Linked DNA regions of Mus musculus: region 1 is linked to region 2. The links are chromatin contacts, called in public HiChIP or PLAC-seq maps. All regions are on one chromosome and are shown on one strand. Each heading gives the region's core, a stretch centred on a gene start, on an enhancer-like site or on the middle of the called end of the contact. The rest is flanking DNA. Distances are from core to core; before and after follow the strand shown.

Region 1 (3,729 bases), core at 288-2,787, 100 kb before region 2:
AAAATCATGTCTCTGTTAGGGTGATATATCGCCTACCTAAAACATATTCCAAGCAACTTCTCACTGCTTGTAAGGGCCGAAAGATTGTGATCAGCATAGATGGCAAAATCCCAGGCAGCAAGGCCCCAGGCCTCCTCTGGACATCTTACTCACCAACACAGGGCTGCCTTTGAGGAGCTCAGTATGTCAGGGAATGAGTCCAGGAAGGTGTGTGACTTTGGAATAATTAGAGGCTGGTTAAGTAAGTTAGGAAAGCTTGGAATTCACAACTACAGCCAATTCTAGACAAGGTGATGAAGTTGCAAAGTTTTGTATTTGGCTGCTCTCCAAACTGTCCTGAGAATCTCTCTCACCCTCTCCCTCGTCTCCTACTCCCCTTCCCCCTTGTGGCTCTGAGACTCTCTGTCTTGGCTTCTCACCCCTTGGGGAAACTCCTCTGAGGTTCTTTTTTCTCCCACGGAACCTTCATTCCTTTCCCACTGGTCTCTGCTGGCTGAGACTGGCCAGTTAATGGGGTGAGGCAATTAAAAATGGGAGTCCTTCAGTCTAGTAAAAACATGAGATTTGAAGGACTTAAGATGGTATAACTGTACATGATTATCTTTTAGGAGAAAAGCCTTCTATTTCACCATATTCTAAAATATGTCTGTGATCCCACATAAAGTTAAAGAAACTGTGACAAGGCTTCCTGTTAACCACAGTGTGATGGAGAAATGGATATAATAAAGAGGGTTTTGGTTCAGAGCTAAGTGAGGGAGGAAAGGCTATGTGGGCAGGAAACAAGGTGTCACACTCGTGTTGCCTTGGAGACCACATCCACCAGCCCCTTGCTCAGGACCACCAGCAGTTCATCTTCTCAGGGCAAGTGGTTTGCTTAGAACACAATAGCTTCCCACTTACAAATCACAGGCAGTGTCTGAAAATTCCAAGGTATTTATCAGGCTTAGGATGCCACCCAGTTTTGTCATAATCAAGAAAAATCTAGGCTGGGTAGCAGAAGGTGTGGGCCAGGGCTGGGGAGGCCGAGTTTGAATCCCAGTTTTACCACTAAGCTGAAGAGCCAGCTCCTGAGAACTGCTTATCATCTCTGGTCCTCAGATCCCTCATCCTCAAAATATCCCAGGCAGCCGTCTCCAGTCCTGAAACCCTAAAGAAGCTGCCAAGTGTCTACTTCAAGTAAAATTTCTATACTTTTTATTATTAAAAGACCGTTTTAATAATAAAAAGTTTCCATATTTGAAAGGAAACATTATCCGGCCAAACACTAAGTTGTTTTCTTCCTCCGTAATATGTTAACATCTTGTCCCGAGGAGCAAAGCCTTCTCTTGAAAGCCTCAGAACAGTTTGTGGCGATTGCAGTCCTTGTCTCAGAAAGATTAATTGGAAATGAAATCTAAGGAAGAGAATTCAAAGCCCATTTCTATGCTTCCTGCTTTGTAGATCTTCTAACATGTAAATGGACCGTTACAAAGAGGATTAGCTATTAGAATGGTCTGCGTGCAGTCCATCGTTCAGCTCCCAGTTCATTCCTTGCCAGAGAGTCCCAGCTGAGCCGCATCTTAATGGCCTCCTTTCATCCTTCAGGGGGATGAACTGCATACTAACTCCAAGACCTGTGTTTTCCAACTTCAATTTGACCACAACTTTAACAAACTGTAGACTCTCCCCCAACTCTCCAATGGTGCTTAAAATATGAAACAACAAAACAAAACTACTGGTAATAATTGTGAGGAGCTCTTTTCTCCCAATATTGCTTTTGATCTTTGTGTTTTATCACAAGTAGAAAATCTAAGACAATGAATGGATAGAGAGAGGGGGAACTTATAGGAACAGAAATGATTCAGAGACAGCTGCATCAGCAAAAGCCCACACCATCATGGGTGACAGACAACTTATGAAAGCTGGAGCTCACTGCATGAACTGTGGGCAACTCAACAGACAGGAAACTCTTTCAGGCATCTCAGGTAGCCTGAGCCTCTTCTGGGAAGTTGTGCTGGTGGTCTAAGAGCATCTCTCAACAGCCACTATAGGTTATATATGCTTGGGAAGGTAGGGATCTAGTATATCTGGTCGGTTTCAGAGACTTCCTGAACTACTGAAGTTGCTTATTTCCTGTGCTTAATGAGCTTCCCTGAAGGATGGAATGTTTCACCCCCTTAAAACATTGGCTCTCAACCTGTGGGTTGTGACCCCCTTTGACACACCTCTAACTCCAAAAATATTTACATTACAATTCTTTTGTTTTGGTTTTTTGAGACAGGGTTTCTCTGTGTAGCTCTGGCTGTCCTGGAACTCACTCTGTAGACCAGGCTGGCCTCGAGCTCAGAAATCTGCCTACCTCTACCTCCCAAGTACTGGGATTAAAGGCATGCGCCACCACTGCCCGTCTTACATTACAATTCTTTTTTTTTTTTTTTTTTTTTTTTTTTTTATTTATTATATGGAAGTACATTGTAGCTATCTTCAGACACTCCAGAAGAGGGCGTCAGATCTCGTTACGGATGGTTGTGAGCCACCATGTGGTTGCTGGGATTTGAACTCTGGACTTTCGGAAGAGCAGTCGGGTGCTCTTACCCACTGAGCCATCTCACCAGCCCTACATTACAATTCTTAACAGTAGCAAAATTATAGTTATTGAAGTAGCAACAAAAGTAATTTTATGGTTAGAGGTCACCACAACTTGAGGAACTATTTTAAAGAGTCACAACATTAGAAAGGTTGAAAACCACTGTCTTAAGACATCTTATTATGTCATCTCCCTTTTAACATCCTACATCTTTTTTTTTTTTTAAAGATTTATTTACTTATTATTTATTTATTATATGTAAGTACACTGTAGCTGTCTTCAGACACTCCAGAAGAGGGCATCAGATCTCATTACGGGTGGTTGTGAGCCACCATGTGGTTGCTGGGATTTGAACTTTGGACCTTCGGAAGAGCAGTCGGGTGCTCTTACCCACTGAGCCATCTCACCAGCCCAACATCCTACATCTTAATCAACTTTCTTCCAAGATGGACATTTTATCTCAAAGGAACATGCTATGTAGCAGTAGGACAGGCCTCCACTGGATAATCAATGTAACTTAGAAAAAGATAAAGATATCTTGGTTTGCTTTCTCTTGCTGTGATAAGCACTATGATCAAAGCACTCCAGGGAGGAGAAGGTTTATGGTTTTACACATTGCACTCACAGTTGTTCATCATGGAAGAAGCCAAGGCAGAAACTCCAGCAGGGCAGGAACCTGGAAGCAGGAACCAAAGCAGAAACCATGGAGGAGTGCTGCCTGATGGCTTGCTCTCCCAGCTTCCTCGGTTTGCTTTCTTATGGGACACAGGACCACCTTTTCTGGGATGGCTCTGTCCATAGTGGGCACATTAATCAAGAAAATGCCCAACCCCTTGCTACAGTCTAATCTGATGGAGGCATTTTTTTCAATTGAGGTTCCCTCTTCCCAGATGATGAATCTTGTATCACGTTAACCAAGAAGTAATCAGCACAAAGGGCACTGAGCTGACTTGGAGGGGCTACTTACCCACGCACTCCATCACCGTGCCTCCTTTTTCACTCCCACGTTTGCTGTGCATGTGGCTGCTCAGAAGAAAGACTGTATTTCCAGTCACCTTTGCTATTAGGTGTGACAACTGATGTGAAGGTAATAATGTGGGTGACCTCCCAGCTCATGCCCTTCCTCGAGGATAAGACCACACTTTCCTCCTCTGCTGGGCTGG
Region 2 (3,457 bases), core at 184-2,683:
TCAGGCCCAAGACAGACTCTTGCCCTCAAAGAACTTATCATTGAGTTGAGAAGCCCCGACTTGACCTGATCTGGGAATCAAGGGCACAGGGCCAAGGCAGCACATAATTAAGTGTTAAGCAATCGAATGCAGATGCTAAGGGATCTGAGGGACAAGAGGAAAGAAAAGATCACGGAGGGCTGAGGCTGACAAGAGACCGAAGATTCTCATTAAATTGTTAAAGTAGTGTTATGGTAGGAAGTTGTTACAATTGCTGCTAATTTGACAGGTCAGGCACTCTTACAACCAACCATTACTTTCCAACTAGCAGCTGTTCCAAAGCACATACATGAACAATTAAGTCTGGCAGGGAACTTTTTTTTTTTTTTTTAAAACATAGCTCCCTGGATTTGCTAATGAGGAACAAAATGACATATTTTGGTGTTTGGATGACAGACACGAAAACTGAGCAGACTTTGCGTGGGGATCTTAGGGAACCAGCAAATAGAATGTGGGCTGTGATCTTGGGTGTGTTTTCATGTTTCTAGTGAGCCGTTTTCCTTCACCTCAACAAGTTCTTAAAACTGAGGAGAGAGGGGTAAGTCACTCTCAACAACTCCTTTTTTAACTTGCAGGTTGTATATTTGTGCAGTCCGTTTTCCTTTTAAGAAAAATGGCAAAAAGCTAGGTATGGTGGCACACACCTTTAGTCCTAGCACTTGCAAGGCAGGGACAGGCAGGTGGATCTTTGAGTTCAAGGCCAATTCGGTCTGCAGAGTTGGTTCCAGGACAGCCAGAGCTACACAGAGAAATCCTGTCTTGAAAACCCAAAACCCAACTAACCAGCCAACTATACACCACACACACACACACACACACACACACACACACACAGGAAGGAAGAGAGAGAAAGAGAGAGAGAGAGAGAGAGAGAGAGAGAGAGAGAGAGAGAGAGAGAGAGAGATGGAGGAAGAGAACAGAAAAGGAGAGAGAGAAAGAACAAGAAAACAAAAACCAAGAGAACTTTCTAACTCCTGAAAACGGGGATGGGGGCACTCAGCATTCTTTAAACGGAAGCAATTGAATAGCTTACCTTTGGAAGTCATGAGTGTGCATCTGCACTCTTGGTCTTAAAACAGAGTTTACTTTCTAGTTTGGCAGCGATCCTGATTTTTTTGTGTTTCTTACCTTTTTCTGTCCGCAGAGCAGGCAGCCAGAGCCCAATCAGATTCCTTATATTGGAGTTTTAAACTGTAAAACAGGGGCATGTCTCACCTTGTGTTTTGAGTAACTTTATACAAGTTGAGAGGGCGGCAGTAAGCATTCTCCTCTCTATACTTAATTGTATTCAGGATCCTTCCAAGAAATTTCAGTTATGTCCCCAATGCTAAAGGGGTGGGGTGCTACAACAGTTGTGTGAGCAGGCAAAAGAACACCCTCTGACGTCCCCTGAAGGGGAGGCAACCTGAAATGAGGTAATTAAACGTGGCCTTGGAGAAGTCTCCCAGACGTTCTAATCCGGACTTCCAGCGTCCATGTGTGTGAGCGCTTTAGTTTTCGATTCTCTCAGGTCCTGATTTTGCGTTTCTAATATAAGTGAACTAACAAGGCGTGAACGTGGTCTACGGAGCAAAACAAAGCCATAAAGCGTGCTTCTGTGGTGCCAAGATTAATCAATATTCCGGGGAGCTCGGGCTCCCCCCTCCTCCTGCTGTTTTCATTTTCCCACTCCCCCTTTCCCCAGTACAGGCTCCTCCTCTTTTCTTAAGTTGCCTGATAGTAAGTGGCGGTTTCAGAGCACATGCATGTTGTCAGGGCCAGCCTGCTCCGCCGCTCGCTAAGCTGTTACTCCGAGCTACCTGCTGGGGAATTCACCTCCACGTAGCCCGGGGTGTCTTCCTCCCATCCCAGAGTCAGAAAAGGTAAGCGCAGCCTTCTGTAGCCCGCGGGGCTCAGTTTTGCGTCCCACTTTTCTGTTTGCTGAGCGCCGGAGTAAAGCTAGCCATATTGGTAGGTAAGGTCCTGTTCGGACCGAGAGCAGCCGGCGTGTGCTAACTATGCAAGCCCAGTCCTCTCTGGGTTTGAAATTCAGTCGATCGAGGTTGGGGGTGGGGGAGTAGACGGACGTTCGAGATCTAGAATAAAAATCAAGATTGAACGGGTGTACTTTAAGGGGAACTGGCGGGTTAAGGACATCAGAATTATTAGTTTAAAAAAAATCTGGACTCTCCTCTCTTTATCCCCCCTCTTTAAACTTTTAATCTAGTGTAAAGTATTAAATACACTGCAGGTCTTACTATCAATGATCTCAACCTACAATTTTATTTAAAAGTCAAAACTCTTAAGTCTTTTTTTTTCCAACCTTGGATTTACCGAAAGCCTGCGAGTTGCAGCTACCTCCCCCACAGATGCACACGCTGGCTCCGACTCTGCCAGATACACACGTCCACAGGCGCTGCTGATCATCGCCAAAGTCTAGGGCTTAGGATTCATGTACAGCGGCAGGAGGAAGCCCTTGATTGCCAGCAAGGAAAATGGTTAGGCGTTTGTATTTAAATAACCTAAGAGCACTTTAAAGAAACCAGAAACCACACGCTGTAATGTTTGGAATGAAAGCTGGCTTCTCTCCTCCTCTATCCCCAAAATCCTAAATTTCAAAATACGGAGACAGCAGTGAAGGTCTCCTCCTCGCATGGCTTGCGGGTTTGCCCTGAACACAGATGGTGCTTCATGCTCCTACCTTCTAATGATATGAAAATGGATTGTGATTTTAGATCATTTATAGATGTGCCCAGGGCAATATGCTAACTTCACAGGAAAGGTTTCCCTGTAAAAGCCTCAATTGCATTTCTACTGTCACCTGGGCACTTGTGTTCTTTTTATGGCCGTATTTACAAGTTAATTGGCTCATGTTTCTTTCTTTGTGAAGTCAATAAATGAAACCAAAGACTCACACTACATATGCCAATGGCTACATGTCAGTATCTCAGTTAGCTCTTTTTTTTTTGACATAGTTATATATCTTTAACCGCATACAAGACATGAGTTCTCAAGTGGAATTTTTCTGTTTAGTTCAACCAGGCACTTAATGAGTGTGTGGGTTGTGCGAGGCACTTGGCTAGGCTCTGAGGACAGAGTGGAAATGTGGGTGCTTGGTCTCATCCAACCCTGAAGAACCCCTTACTCATTGAGGGGATAGAGCAAACTGGAAAAGGAACACAACTTTTTGCTCATCTATTCTAACTTTACGTTAATTTTGTACACATAGTCCAGTAAAATGCATACAATCTGGCCTGCTACCAAAGCTCTTCCGTCTTTTAATTCTCGTGCAATTAACTCACCGTCTGCCATCCTGTGAGCAGGTCCCGATTGCTCAGCCCAGGAGGCTATAACTTTTTTTTTCCTTTCTATTCCGCTCTAGTTGTCCTCTCTAACACCAAAGAGGAGAATTCACTTTCTGGGAACAAGTGCAAGACAC

What was found. HiChIP or PLAC-seq counts read pairs in DNA pulled down with a chosen protein or histone mark.
Region 1: a contact with region 2 is called in an H3K4me3 HiChIP or PLAC-seq map of neural progenitor cells, with 6 times the contacts expected there. The contact joins the enhancer-like site here to the promoter of Slc1a3 in region 2. A contact is called at or near these places in 2 of 39 promoter capture datasets (embryonic stem cells and neural stem cells), 1 of 15 datasets of contacts at CTCF or cohesin (the NIH/3T3 cell line), 5 of 484 Hi-C or Micro-C datasets (cerebral cortex, embryonic fibroblasts, forebrain and 2 more), 8 of 115 datasets of contacts at active chromatin or transcription factors (astrocytes, embryonic forebrain, microglia and 3 more) and 2 of 9 other capture datasets (adipose tissue and pancreatic islet).

The regions. Positions count from the first base shown.
Region 1 is chr15:8,813,254-8,816,982 of GRCm38.p6, reverse strand. It overlaps Gm31340 (a long non-coding RNA gene), which reads right to left. Exons shown (of 5, transcript XR_383822.2): 3 at 3,534-3,725. Among named protein-coding and RNA genes, the nearest start is that of Gm31340, 100 kb to the right of the region's middle. Within about 2 kb of position 1,537, at least 44 of the 459 cell types and tissues checked have an H3K27ac peak or open chromatin away from gene starts, as enhancers often do. A contact at or near this core is called in astrocytes, forebrain, neural progenitor cells and 2 more, where this site is marked.
Region 2 is chr15:8,708,783-8,712,239 of GRCm38.p6, reverse strand. Slc1a3 (solute carrier family 1 (glial high affinity glutamate transporter), member 3) reads left to right here and starts at 1,433. Exons shown (of 10, transcript NM_148938.3): 1 at 1,433-1,901; 2 at 3,401-3,457. Gm31340 (a long non-coding RNA gene) reads right to left here and starts at 1,214. Exons shown (of 5, transcript XR_383822.2): 1 at 1,168-1,214.